Regions from separate parts of the Capra hircus genome. Here region 2 is linked to region 1. Evidence: chromatin contacts called from public Hi-C data. All regions are on one chromosome and are shown on one strand. The core of a region is the stretch at or near the end of the contact, and the rest is flanking DNA. Distances in the headings are between cores, read along the strand shown.

Evidence for each region. A called contact is a pair of places that touch in the nucleus more often than the background predicts.
Region 2: a contact with region 1 is called in a Hi-C map of blood, with 4 times the contacts expected there. The contact joins two enhancer-like sites. A contact is called at or near these places in 4 of 5 Hi-C or Micro-C datasets (blood and liver).

What each region holds. Positions count from the first base shown.
Region 1 is chr2:31,145,628-31,151,874 of ARS1.2, forward strand. IGFBP2 (insulin like growth factor binding protein 2) reads right to left here. Exons shown (of 4, transcript NM_001314299.1): 4 at 3,909-4,189. The coding sequence ends at 4,025. Among named protein-coding and RNA genes, the nearest start is that of IGFBP2, 30 kb to the right of the region's middle. Within about 2 kb of position 3,999, at least 1 of the 5 cell types and tissues checked has an H3K27ac peak or open chromatin away from gene starts, as enhancers often do.
Region 2 is chr2:31,292,503-31,298,749 of ARS1.2, forward strand. The region is part of intron 4 of RPL37A (a long non-coding RNA gene); the gene reads right to left. Among named protein-coding and RNA genes, the nearest start is that of RPL37A, 13 kb to the right of the region's middle. Within about 2 kb of position 2,794, at least 1 of the 5 cell types and tissues checked has an H3K27ac peak or open chromatin away from gene starts, as enhancers often do.

The DNA.
Region 1 (6,247 bases), core at 2,749-5,248:
GTCCCTGGGATTCTCCAGGCAAGAGTACAGGAGTGGGGTGCCACTGTCTTCTCCCAAATGACTTTGAGACCATGCAAACTCAGATGCAGTTCCCTATATTGCCACACGGTGGCAGTATAGCCACAGTGTTCATCAACTTCCCGTCTTAAAACTAAAATTGGAAGAGGCAGTTAATCCCAGGTGAGCCATGAGCTTGACATCTCTGATCAGCAGAGATCGCTGCCCAGCCAACCATCTTCCCGCGTGGGTGCAATTAAGCTTTCCCTCTGAAAAGGTTCTAGGTCACACTGTACATCAGTCAGTGTGTTTCCTGTAGCAAGAGTCACAGCAGAAGGGTGCTTACGCACCTGTAAAAATCCACCTCTTCAGAGGGTTTAGGGTACAAGGAAGCTGTGGGCAAGTGACATGAAAATGGGCAAAGGGACTGGCATCCTCAGGAGAACTCTGCAAAAAACATTGCAGAAAGGATCCAAGCAAGTTAGCAACCTTGGGGCACGTGAGCTATTGTGGGGGCTGGTGGGGGCTGGCGTGAGCACTGACCCCAGCAATGGCCCCATCCTAACCCCTGTCATTTGGTACTCATATAGCTTTCGGAGCACAACCACATCTGTTGTCTCACATTGATACCACGCTGTTGTCAACTGGGTGACATTAGGTATCAACCCTGTTGAGGCTGAAATCATCCCCATTAGACATCCCCATTAGGTGAGGAAAACTGAGGCTCATCCCCATTAGGTGAGAAAACTGAGGCTCAGAGAAGGTGAGTAATGTTCAGTTCAGCTCAGTTCAGTCACTCAGTCATGTCCGACTCTTTGCAACCCCATGAATTGCAGCACACCAGGCCTCCCTGTCCATCACCAATTCCTGGAGTTAACCCAAACTCTTGTTCATCGAGTCAGTGATGCCATCCAACCATCTCATCCTCTGTCGTCCCCTTCTCTTCTTGCCCCCAATCCCTCCCAGCATCAGAGTCTTTTCCAATGAGTCAACTCTTCGCATGAGGTGGCCAAAGTATTGGAGTTTCAGCTTTAGCATCAGTCCTTCCAAAGAACACCCAGGACTGATCTCCTTTAGAATGGATTGTTTGGATCTTCCTGCAGTCCAAGGGACTCTCAAGAGTCTTCTCCAACACCACAGTTCAAAAGCATCAATTCTTCAGCAGAGGAACCAGAGATCAAATTGCCAACATCTGCTGGATCATTGAAAAAGCAAGAGAGTTCCAGAAAAACATCTATTTCTGCTTTATTGACTATGTCAAAGCCTTTGACTGTGTGGATCACAATAAACTGTGGAAAATTCTGAGAGATGGGAATACCAGACCACCTGACCTGCCTCTTGAGAAACCTATATGCAGGTCAGGAAGCAACAGTTAGAACTGGACATGGAACAACAGACTGGTTCCAAATAGGAAAAGGAGTATGTCAAGGCTGTATATTGTCACCCTGCTTATTTAACTTACATGCAGAGTACATCATGAGAAATGCTGGGCTGGAAGAAACACACACTGGAATCAAGATTGCCGGGAGAAATATCAATAACCTCAGATATGCAGATGACACCACCCTTATGGCAGAAAGTGAAGAGGAACTGAAAAGCCTCTTGATCAAAGTGAAAGACGAGAGTGAAAAAGTTGGCTTAAAGCTCAACATTCAGAAAACGAAGATCATGGCATCCGGTCCCATCACTTCATGGGAAACAGATGGGGAAACAGTGGAAACAGTGTCAGACTTTCTTTTTGCGGGCTCCAAAATCACTGCAGATGGTGACTGCAGCCATGAAATTAAAAGACGCTTACTCCTTGGAGGGAAAGTTATGACCAACCTAGATAGCATATTGAAAAGCAGAGACATTACTTTGCCAACAAAAGTCCGTCTAGTCAAGGCCATGGTTTTTCCAGTGGTGATGTATGGATGTGAAAGTTGGACTGTGAAGAAAGCTGAGCGCCAAAGAATTGATGCTTTTGAACTGTGGTTGAGTAATGTAGCTCTGGGCAAACGAATAGTAAGTGGTGGGACAGAATTCAAACCCAGGTGTCTCAATTTCGGCTGGAATTAAGGCTAGAACCTTAATTACATTAATTAATTAAAACACCTTGCCTGTTTTTTGATGGCAGGGCACAGCCCCAGGATGAGAAATTTTTTAGTGCCTCAGTTGATTCAAATATTAGTCAAGCTGAAAACTGCCAGGGTAGCAGCCACCGGCTGCCGACGACAGCTGAGGGGATCAGAGGATGGGGGCGCACCCCTTGGGGAGGGGCTGGTGACCCACAGGGCACAGATCCAACCAGTGCCCAAAGCCCTCTAGACTCTCCAGGAGAACCTCCCTGCGTCCGCCCACAGAGGGCAGTATAACTCAGGGCTGAGCAGCAAACCCACCTAGGAGTCAGGGGACCCGGTCCCAGGCAGTGCAGGTTAGGCATCATCTGTGAAGTGAAGCTAACAATAGCACCTTATTTGTGGATTCCTGAGGACTAACTGAGCTTTAATGTACTTCCGGGGCAGTCAGCCATTCGCTGGTACAGCCCAGAGGCTCTGGCTGGGGATCTGCCTGCTTTGGGGGACCTGCTTTTTTTCTTCTCCAAGTGAAGCTCGTCTCACCCCCAGGCCTGGCCCCAGGTGTCCTTCTGCCTCTCCTTCCTGAGTTGCCAGGTGGCTGATCGGGAGGGTGGTGGCCCAGGCATGGCTGCCGCTGGTCCCCTCCTCCACATGGGAAGGGGTACGATGTCACAGAAGGGCGCTGCGGAAAGTAAGGCCGTGTGAACAGTGGGCCTGAAAGCACCGAGCACCACTTCCCCGCGGCCTCCTGCAAAGTGAAGTTGTTGTTTAGCCACTAAGTTGTGCCCAACTCTTTGAGATCCCATGGACTGCAGCCCGCCAGCCTCTTTGAGATCCCATGGACTGCAGCCCGCCAGGCTCCTCTGTCCATGGGATTCTCCAAGGCAAGAGCACTGGAGTGGGTTGCCGCTTCCTTTTCCAAGGGTTCTTCCCAACCCAGGGATCGAACCTGCATCACCTGCATTGGCAGGCAGTCTTTACCACTGAGCCACCAGGGAAGCCAGCCAAGTGGGGAGCCCCCTGGAATTGGCCGGGGCTGGAGACACCAACAGAACCAAGCGGGCAGAATTCTTCTTCAGAAACAGGGTCTGTGTCTGTGCCCTTTCCCTGGTCCCTCGGCTTCCGCCAAGAGATGCTTGCTATTCTGGAGCCAGACAGCTCCTTGGGCCCCTCAGCAAGCAGGTCTGAGACTCCAAGTCACAACAGACCCACTAACTTCCCTTCAGGGTGATTACATGTCTCTCGTGGGGTAACAGAGCTCTCCTTAATTTGGGGGGCCAGAGGACCCCAATTCCAATTTCTGGGATCCCTTTCTTCCTCTGCAGTGTCATCTCAATGTGAGATGGAAGAAGAGACACTGGGGTCCACCCCTCCTCCCCCAGAGCCCACCCAGGGGCAGGGGAGGTTGGCTAGACTCCTAGGGCTGTGCTGGGGGGCTCCACCTGGATTCATGACTTCCTCCGCCCCATCCATCTCCTTTCTGTTATGAACCTAAGGCTGGCCTGCCCAGCTTGCCCACGCAGTCAGGGCAAAGCTGGAGGGAAGGAAGCTGGCAAGCCTCAGAACCTCGTTTGGACCGGGGGCGGGGGAGCAAAGACTCAGGCAAAAGACACACAAGCTTTATTTTTCCTTCCTTTAATCTTAAGCAAAAGAGACACAGGGGTTCAAAAATAAAATTTCTTTTTTTCCCTCTCCCAAACATTTACCCCAGCTCCGCCACTGCAACCATCCCCTTCCTGCCCAGCAGGGCCTCGAGCAGGGAGGGTGCAGGCATCTCCAGCTGGGGAGGGGGAAGGTGGGGGTGGGGTGGGGTGTGCCGAGCTCGGTGCCGGTCTCTTTCCAAATATAAATACACATGTCAGAACTCCTGGAAGCTCCGCCCCGCCAGCCATCACGCATGCGCTCTGCATGCTGGGCCCGCTCCGGAGAGGGGTGGAGGTGGGGGGTGCCGGGCACCGGCTGGCTGTGGCTTACTGCATCCGCTGGGTGTGCACCCCTCGAGCCCCCTGCTGCTCGTTGTAGAAGAGATGACACTCGGGGTCCCCCCGGATGGTGGGGGCTCCCTGGATCAGCTTCCCGGTGTTGGGGTTCACACACCAGCACTCCCCACGCTGCCCGTTCAGAGACATCTTGCACTGAGGAGAGAGGAGGACATAAAGGACACCCCGATAAAAACGAGGGGGTCTCACTGACATGCAGACTCCTGTTCCAAGGTCTGGGTGTGCCTGCCAATTCCACACGGTCATTCAAGCTCCAGTGTGGCGCGTGATGCTGGCCCAGGAACTGCGCTCTGGTTATTAGCAAGGCTGCTGGGGGGGGGGCTTCAATAGAATGGCTTGGCCCCCACACGTGCGGAGGTCCCATCCAGCAGACGACCCAGTGTACGGGATGGATGGATGTACACTTGTAACGGGAGGTCAGGAATGCACTTAAGGGTAAAAGGTCCCGCTCTATGCTGGGCGTGGTGTAAGCAATCTCTATGCTGCTTGCTTACAGTTCCTATCTAACATACATTCATTTAATCCCCACAATCACCTTGCAGATTAGGTACCAATGTTTTACCACTTTATAGATGGCCAGAAGGCCAGTGTCACAGAGCTAGTGAGAGCCACAGCTGAACACCAACCCAGGCATTTCCCTTCCAGGGTGCCTGCTCTTACCCATCAGCCAATTCGTCTCGAAAATCCCATTTATCCATAAGATTCGGAAGAAAAGGTTGCTATTGCTTCTTTGGTGCTCCAAAGTAGCTGGCTTACATTTAGAGGGCAGGTGTGCGAACTAATAGCTTTTAACGGCAGACTGATATTTCAAGGGACAAGATGCCTCGGCTAAGAGGATGGGGAAGTGAGATCCCCTAGGGGGTCAGCAGAGCCCCATACCCCATCTTCTGGCTCCACACACCCACCTTTCCCTTCAGTGTTTTTATTTGGTTGTGCCAGGTCTCAGGTGCAGCCTGTGGGATCTAGTTCGCTGATCAGGGATTGAACCGGGACCCCCTGCACTGGGAGCACAGTATTAGCCACTGAACCACCAGGCGAGTTCCCACATAGCCGGCTTTTAAGTCAGCTCCAATACCCACTAGGATCCCCAGGGGAGCCTCTGAAAAGCCAGTGCCCAGAAAGCACCCCAAACTCACAGAATATGGATGTCTGGGGGTGGGGCCCAGGCATTCATACTGTTTAAAGCTCCCTAGAGAAGCCCGTTGTGCACTTGGGCTCAGATCCTCCACTGGAAAACAGAATGGCTGGTGGAGCCCCACACTCTCTCAATCCTGCCTTACGTGAAATGCACACGGCCCTTTTCTCCCTACACAAGGGATGAGCTTGAGGAAGTGGGCAGTGGGGTAGGTTAAAAGGACAACCCACCAAGATTAAACAACTGGTAACAATCACCACTATAAACTCTATGTGGTTAGGCCAATACACATAGATCATTAAAAGGCATATGAACAGAGTGGAAGCGGGGAGGAAAAAGAGTTCTTTTCTTTTAAAAACTTAAACTTTCTTAATTTTCTCTACTGTACTCATGTTGTTGTTAACTGTTTAGTCGCTAAGTCATGTCTGACCCTTTTGACCCCATAGGGCTCTACACCATCAGGCTTCTCTGTCCATGGGATTTCCCAGGCAAGAATACCGGAGTGGGTTGCCATTTCCTTCTCCCGGGGACTTTCCCAACCCAGGAATCGAACCCGAGTGTCCTGCGCTAGCAGGCAGATTCTTCACTGCTGAGCCTCTGATGGAAACCCTCTCCTATTACCTGTTTTAGTACTATTTCAAGTGGTGTTTCTCCATTCCTTGAGATACTGGAAAACCAGAGAGGCTACCTGGTTTTGAATGGTTCAAGTCAGTGATTCTGGAAGTGAGGTCCAGGGACCATCAGCATCCCTGAGAGCTGGTTAGACATGCAAACTCTCGGACCCCACTTAACCTTCTGAATGGCAATCTCTTACAGCCGGGTCCCCAGAATCACCAGCACGTGATTCTAATGCTCAGTAAAAGTCAAGAGGCACGGTTATGAGGCCCTATCTCTTCTCTAAGAGGCTCCCTCTCATGCTAACCGCTGCTAGCAGGTAGCGGGGGAATCGAAGTCAGCCTTGGAAGGGACTGAAGCCAACAAGCCCCGCCCCACCCTCCCTGGCCTGGCAGCTGGCATCCCCATCCCCCTCGGCTGGCATCCCTGCCCTCCTCCTCGCA
Region 2 (6,247 bases), core at 1,544-4,043, 150 kb after region 1:
CATCAAGAGATGCTCCTTTTAATGCTGTGGACATGTCTCTTAGTTTTTCATACCAATTTTCACACCTTGAGGCAGGTGTTAAAATTAGCTCGTGTCAGAGGACCGTTCGCACAAAGATTGTGTTTGTTTCTGTAGGAAATCATCATACACTGTGCCACTCTTTACCCACACCTGATCATCTCCTATAAGGGGGTTCCCCACCCCCCCACACACATTGTGGAACTCCATATGGCCATGTGACTGACTCTGGCCAAGAACTGTGGGCAGAGGTGGTCAGACTCACCCCTAGAGGGAGGCTGCACTGTAAGAGCAGGTCCCAGAGCAAAGAAGATGATGACAGAAGCAGAGCACCAACTGACCCACAACAGACACAGAGTGTGGGCAAGAAGTGAACATGTTTTTGCCATAAGCACTGGCATTTAGGAGCTGTTGCTGCCATGTAACCTGGCCTTTCTTAGCTCGTATACAGATGCCCACACGCTCCCTTTTTTAATCAATGAAAATGTTCACACACAACTAGACTCATTTTGTGATTTTAAGAAATATAATTCTTTGTTTTTCCTTTCTGGCCATGTTGTACAGCTTACAGGATCTTAGTTCCCCAACCAGGGACTTAACTGGTGAGAATGCCAAGTCCCAACCATTGGACTGCCAGGAAGTCCCAGAAAATATATTTCTTAACATACACCTCTGCGGGTCTCAGTTCCCATGTCTGTAAAATAAGAGAAAGAATAATAATATAATATCAATTGTTAATTAAATGTTTATCATGCATCAAGGCTGTTCTTTGGAAAAGTATCCCATTTTATCCTTACAACAACCCAGTGAGGTAGGTGTTATCATCCTCGTTACACAAAGGAACAGAGGCCTAGAGAGGTTAGGAAACTTGCCTGAGGATATAAAATACTGTCTAGTTAATGATGGAATGCAAATAACCTGGCACCAGTCTGGTCTCCTGACTTCTGTGCTAAGTCTGTGGGTTCACCTCTAAGATCCAGTCTTTCTGGGACCCATGAAGGCTCTGTGACATTGCCATATGCTAACTGCCCTAGGTCTTCAATTTTGAAACCGAGACCCATTTCCACCACTGCCCTTCTCTTGTAGGTTTAAGACATCATTTGTGCCGTGCTTTGAACATCTTGGAAGGCAGCAGAGGCATGGGGGTGTGGGGTGCCCCGGTTTGCAGAGGATGCACCTCCCCCCGGGGGCAGGGTCCACTCCAGTTATTTTCCAAAGTCGCAGTCTTGCTGCATGAGAAATGTGCTGCCGCAGCAGAAAGTCTTCCCGCTCCTGCCAGGAGACTTTTATATATACATGGAAATGGCTCACTGGAGAAGTGGGGGTCGGGGAGGGGGGCTTCCCTTGGGGGAGTTGGGGACGAAGGGGTGTGGGCTCACCGTGTGGCTCTGGATTCAGGTTGCAGGGAATTTGGTTCATTTAATCCCAATAAACCTCACAACACGCACACCTCGAAGGCATGAGTGGAAGGCCAGCTCCTTTCATAGAAGGACACTGGTGGGAAAACACACAGACTTCCCGTATCTTGAGCCCAGTTAGACCCTGTAAGGAACCTGCATCCATCTCCCTTCTTCTGCGATTTTGAGAAGACATTTCCATTCTCTGTGGTCCTCCCTCCTGATGACCTGGTTCTAGAGGGTAATAAAAGCTCGAGTTCAATTGACCTGAAAAGAAACTGGTTCCTTCAGAGACACAGAAATACCAAACCAAGGGCCTCCAGAGTCTCTCAGCTTGAGGGCAGTAATGAAGCTCTCTCACATTAATCTGCACCCCGAACCACCCTGAGCTCCTTGCAAGGCTCTTGCAGATCCAATCCTGGGTTCTGGTCAGGGACGGAGCCCTGAATTAGACTCCTGGCTCTGTCGTCATGACTGCGGGCAAACCACTTCGCTTCTCTGAATCTGCACCTCCGTCTCTTTGAAATGATGCAGTTGGAGAAGACAAGCTCTAAGGATGCGATCATAGCAGTGTGAGTCTAGGATGGCCAAGAGATCTGTGTTTCTGGGACCATGCTGGCATAGCTGTCTTGCCTGACCATTAGCAAGAATAGCAACACTGGTTTACCCCCTCCCATACACTCTGTCTTTCCTAACAGTTATTGGAAGGCTAGAGACTCAATTTCTGTCCCTCTGTCTACCTTCCAGCCACATGTAACTCTCCTCCTGTCTCCACTAGCAGTGTGTACTGCCTGTGCAGTGGAGTACAGACAGATGCCACCAAATATCTGCCATGTCATCAGCCACTTTGTTTTGACCCTCAGCAGCTCTGGCAAAGGACATGATAGAATTACTGTTGGCATGTATATGAGTCTCACTCACCTGCCTTTCACCTCACCTGTTAGCTGAGTTCACGGATATTTGGTTTCCATTTTGGCATCTCTAAAAGAGTAGAGCTGAAGTACGAGAGGGACAACCTGGATTTTTTAAGGGCCCCAAACAATATGGTTTGAGTAATCCCTGTGTTTTTCTACAAGAAAGTGTTTCAACCGCTGATGGTCAGTAACATCAACAATTCCACCCCCTGCTCAGCCTCCTCTGATCACAACCCCAGTGGCCCCCTTCAGCTGCTCCTCACTACGCCTTCCTTTGGGCAACTAAGTGCTCACTCCCTTCCCTGCAGGGGAGCCTCCTGCGGTACTGCCCCCTACCCCCAGACGATCTTGGCCCTGACTCATTGGTGCTGACTCAAAGAAAAGAAAAGCAGACCCCTCAGGCAGCCGGAGGGTGGACCTGGGCCAGAGCCTGCAGGAGTGGGCGGGAGGGCCAGCAGAGGCGGGGAACCCATCAATCAGCCTGTCACCAGGTCTTTGCTGGGCCCCTCCCCCACTCCCAACCGGGCCTGGGTCGGCACAGCGGGGTCCCAGAAAAGGAAGGGGAGAAGACAGGCATCTTTATTTTGTAGCAATTATAGATGTGAAGATGGAGCTCATTCCTTTTGGGGGTCCTTCCCCCAGCGAGGCAACCCACCATCACTCACAGGAGGAACGTCTGAGCACTGCCAGGACAGGCCGCCACGGTGGAGCTGAGGGAAAGGGGCAGCCAGGGTAGAGTTCTGAAGCTGTATTTGCAGATTCAGACAAAAGACTGAGATAGTGTCAGCTGTTTATAAAAAAGAGAGAAGGCAAATGGAAATTATGAGGAGAGTTTAATGCCCCCAAATCCACTCCCTAGGTACCACCATTTCCTTTACCACCCTCCACATTCTTCTATAGGCTTGCTGGCTACAGGACAACCGGCTTCTATGAGTTAAAGCACTGTGCTTTTAAAATGTCCCTACTAAAACTATGCTACTCTAGGAGTGTCCTTTTAACCCTCTTAGTACCCAGGAATGCATTTGCAGAGAAGGAATACAGGCCTATAAAACATTCAGGGACACAGAAAAGTGACTTGAGGATGAAGAGGCCAAACTTTAGAAATCCAGAAAGAACGAGAATCCTGACTCAGCTGCTTCCCAGTGTGTAACTAAACTGGGGGTAGTGAGTCAGGTCCCGTGGGGCTTGGTCTCCCTATCTAGTGAAGAGGAGTAAAGCCGCAACCACACAGGGACTCGTGAGGGGAGGCACAAGGCTGCACTGCACAGGCACATCTGTCCGGGAAATGATACATGGCGCTGAGTGAAAAATGGGAAGAAATAAGCCCGTGGTGAAGGAGCACCAGAGAAGACGGCGCTTTCTCACTGTCTCCTCCTTCTGAGACCAGGCTTGATCAGCAACACTTACCAAGAGCTCCCTCTGCTGTCCATTCTTAGACTCACCTTCCTGCATCAAACACAATAAGCCCGCAGTCCTGAGTCCGAGGCTCAGGATGTACACGTAACCTAATTTAATCAGTGGAGTCCTGTTTGTACTTTATTAATATTACTTCTTGAAAACCTTTCCTTTCCATTCTGTTGTCCCCTCCCTAACTTTACGCCTTTGTCTCAGGCCTGTGTCGGCCCTCCCATCACCAAAATCCCTCATGGTGCATCACGCTCAGGAAACCTCAATCTTTTTATCTGTAAAAAGTAAGTTTTCTCTGAAGTTCAAGCCACTAAAATAACAGAGCTAAAGCTGGAAAAAAAAACTTCTAGGTCCCAAATTCATCCTTTTCCCACATTCCTATCTCTCTCTGAAGTGTGTGACCTTAGACATAACATTTAACTTTTCTAAGCTACTTTTACCTTGTCTGGAAAATGGAAGAAAGAACTGTATTAATCCCATGAGTCTGGTGAGAAGAGAAAGGGAGACAACGCAGGAGCAAAGGAGAGTCAACAACAGAGAGCGTGACCAATACTTGCTATGATCTTCAAGCACGAGGCAAGTTCAGTGCTTAGAGTGGAAATAAAACGTGAAAACAGATAAGACTGGAAAGGTAAACAGGAGTCAAGTCCAGAAGAGCATTGGAAAATATGGTCCCACAGTCACTTGGCGCAGGCTGCCTCGAGGATTACATGAGCTAACACAGGTCAACAATCAGGCTCACAGCAAGGTCACATGTTAGGTATTCTTGATAAAACTCTCCTGCTGCTAGTCACAACTTGAAAGCCGGGAAATTTACAAGCAGAATAGCTGTGAGTTGATGAGGAAGGAATAGTTGATAATTAAGGAATAGTGGTTTGGAAGGGAAGAAAGACTTCGAAAAAGAACATCAGGAAAAAGAAGTGAAGATCCAAATCAACCCTGTAACACTGGCCTTTGAATCTTAACAAATTACACCATTTCATGTGCACATGTGCACACCCATGCACACACACAGCTCCCTCATCAGAGATGAGCCCCTCTCATACTGGCTGCCTTTTAAGTCATACCTCCCTTGAGCAATCCGTTGGCTCTGCCCAGCAGTGGAGTCATGAGGGCATCTCCCTGCATCTGTGTAACCTTTTGACTTACTCTGGGGGGCTACTGGTTTGTGTCTTCATTGCTTTAGTTACTCGGTTAGAAAGTCCAGGGTTTTGACAGTGTGTTTAATACGTTCCTCCTGTACTGACCTTTTCAAAGAGAAAAATAAAATTCTTGAAGCATCTGATAATGTGGTCGAGAGACCTGTACACCCTAAGTTTGAGAAATGCTTCATAAACAAAACCTTATTCAATTAAATATATTTCAAAGATGCACTAACACTACAAGAGATTTTACAACTGGTAAAATAATTTTATTATTAGTGAAAATACTAAATTAAAACTTTCTCTTCAAACTAGCAAACCCTAGAAAATACATTCAAGTTCATTTTAATTATAAGTGGTTTGTCACAAAAGGCCTATGATTATTAAATCCTTCAGTTTCTTTCCTTCCTTAGGCTGCTTGACATTATGGAACTTTTAAAATAACTTAAGACTTACTAAACTGTAATTTTATATAAGCTCCTAGCCATTTGATATACGCCCTCCAGATGAATCTTCCAAATCTTACACTTCATTGCCAGGCTGTTACTTTCTTCTGGTTATCCTGTATCACCCCCTAGCGTCATATATGTTGCTTGCAGCAAAAACATGATGACAAATCTCTGCTGTGTTGAGGAATGAGTATCTGTAGATAAGTACTTTCTTGGTTTACAGATTAGGTTCCCAAAGAATATACGTAAACCCATCAGGTTCCAAGGCCAAATTACACTATATACTTGGGTGCTGTGCTTAGTCGTTCAGTTGTGTCCGACTCTTTGCAACCCCATGGACTGTACCCCACCAGGCTCCTTTGTCCACAGGATTCTCCAAGCAGGAATACTGGAGTGGGTTGCCATGCCTTCCTCCAGGGCATCTTCCCAACTCAGGATCAAACCCAGGTCTCCCACATTGCAAGTGGATTCTTTACCAGTTGAGCTACCAGGGAAGCTTCAAAAAGAGAACTAGTGACCATACCATGGCACCTTATGAAATCTGTTCCTAAAGTCACAAAACAAGTGGTGAATATAGTGATATACACTCAACAATGATTACTCCTGTTTTCCCCTGCTGACATTTCCAGAGATACATCAATGTTTAATGCCAGTCCAGGAAAATGGAGCAGCAGGCTTCAGCAACAGAGAACAAAACCATAGACAACGATGGCTCGTCTCTTAAAAAGTGGTTTCTAAAAATGATTAGCATCTATTACATCTTGAGCTGCTGGAATACTCCTTGGTATTGTTTGTTTTTGCTTCATAGAATTAATTATTATTTAGGAATTAACTAATTAACATCTTTTCTAACTTATGACGACTCCAACTTGCTGGGTCTTCTTGCTCCTTGGCACTGACTTTGTAGAACTTATCAGTTC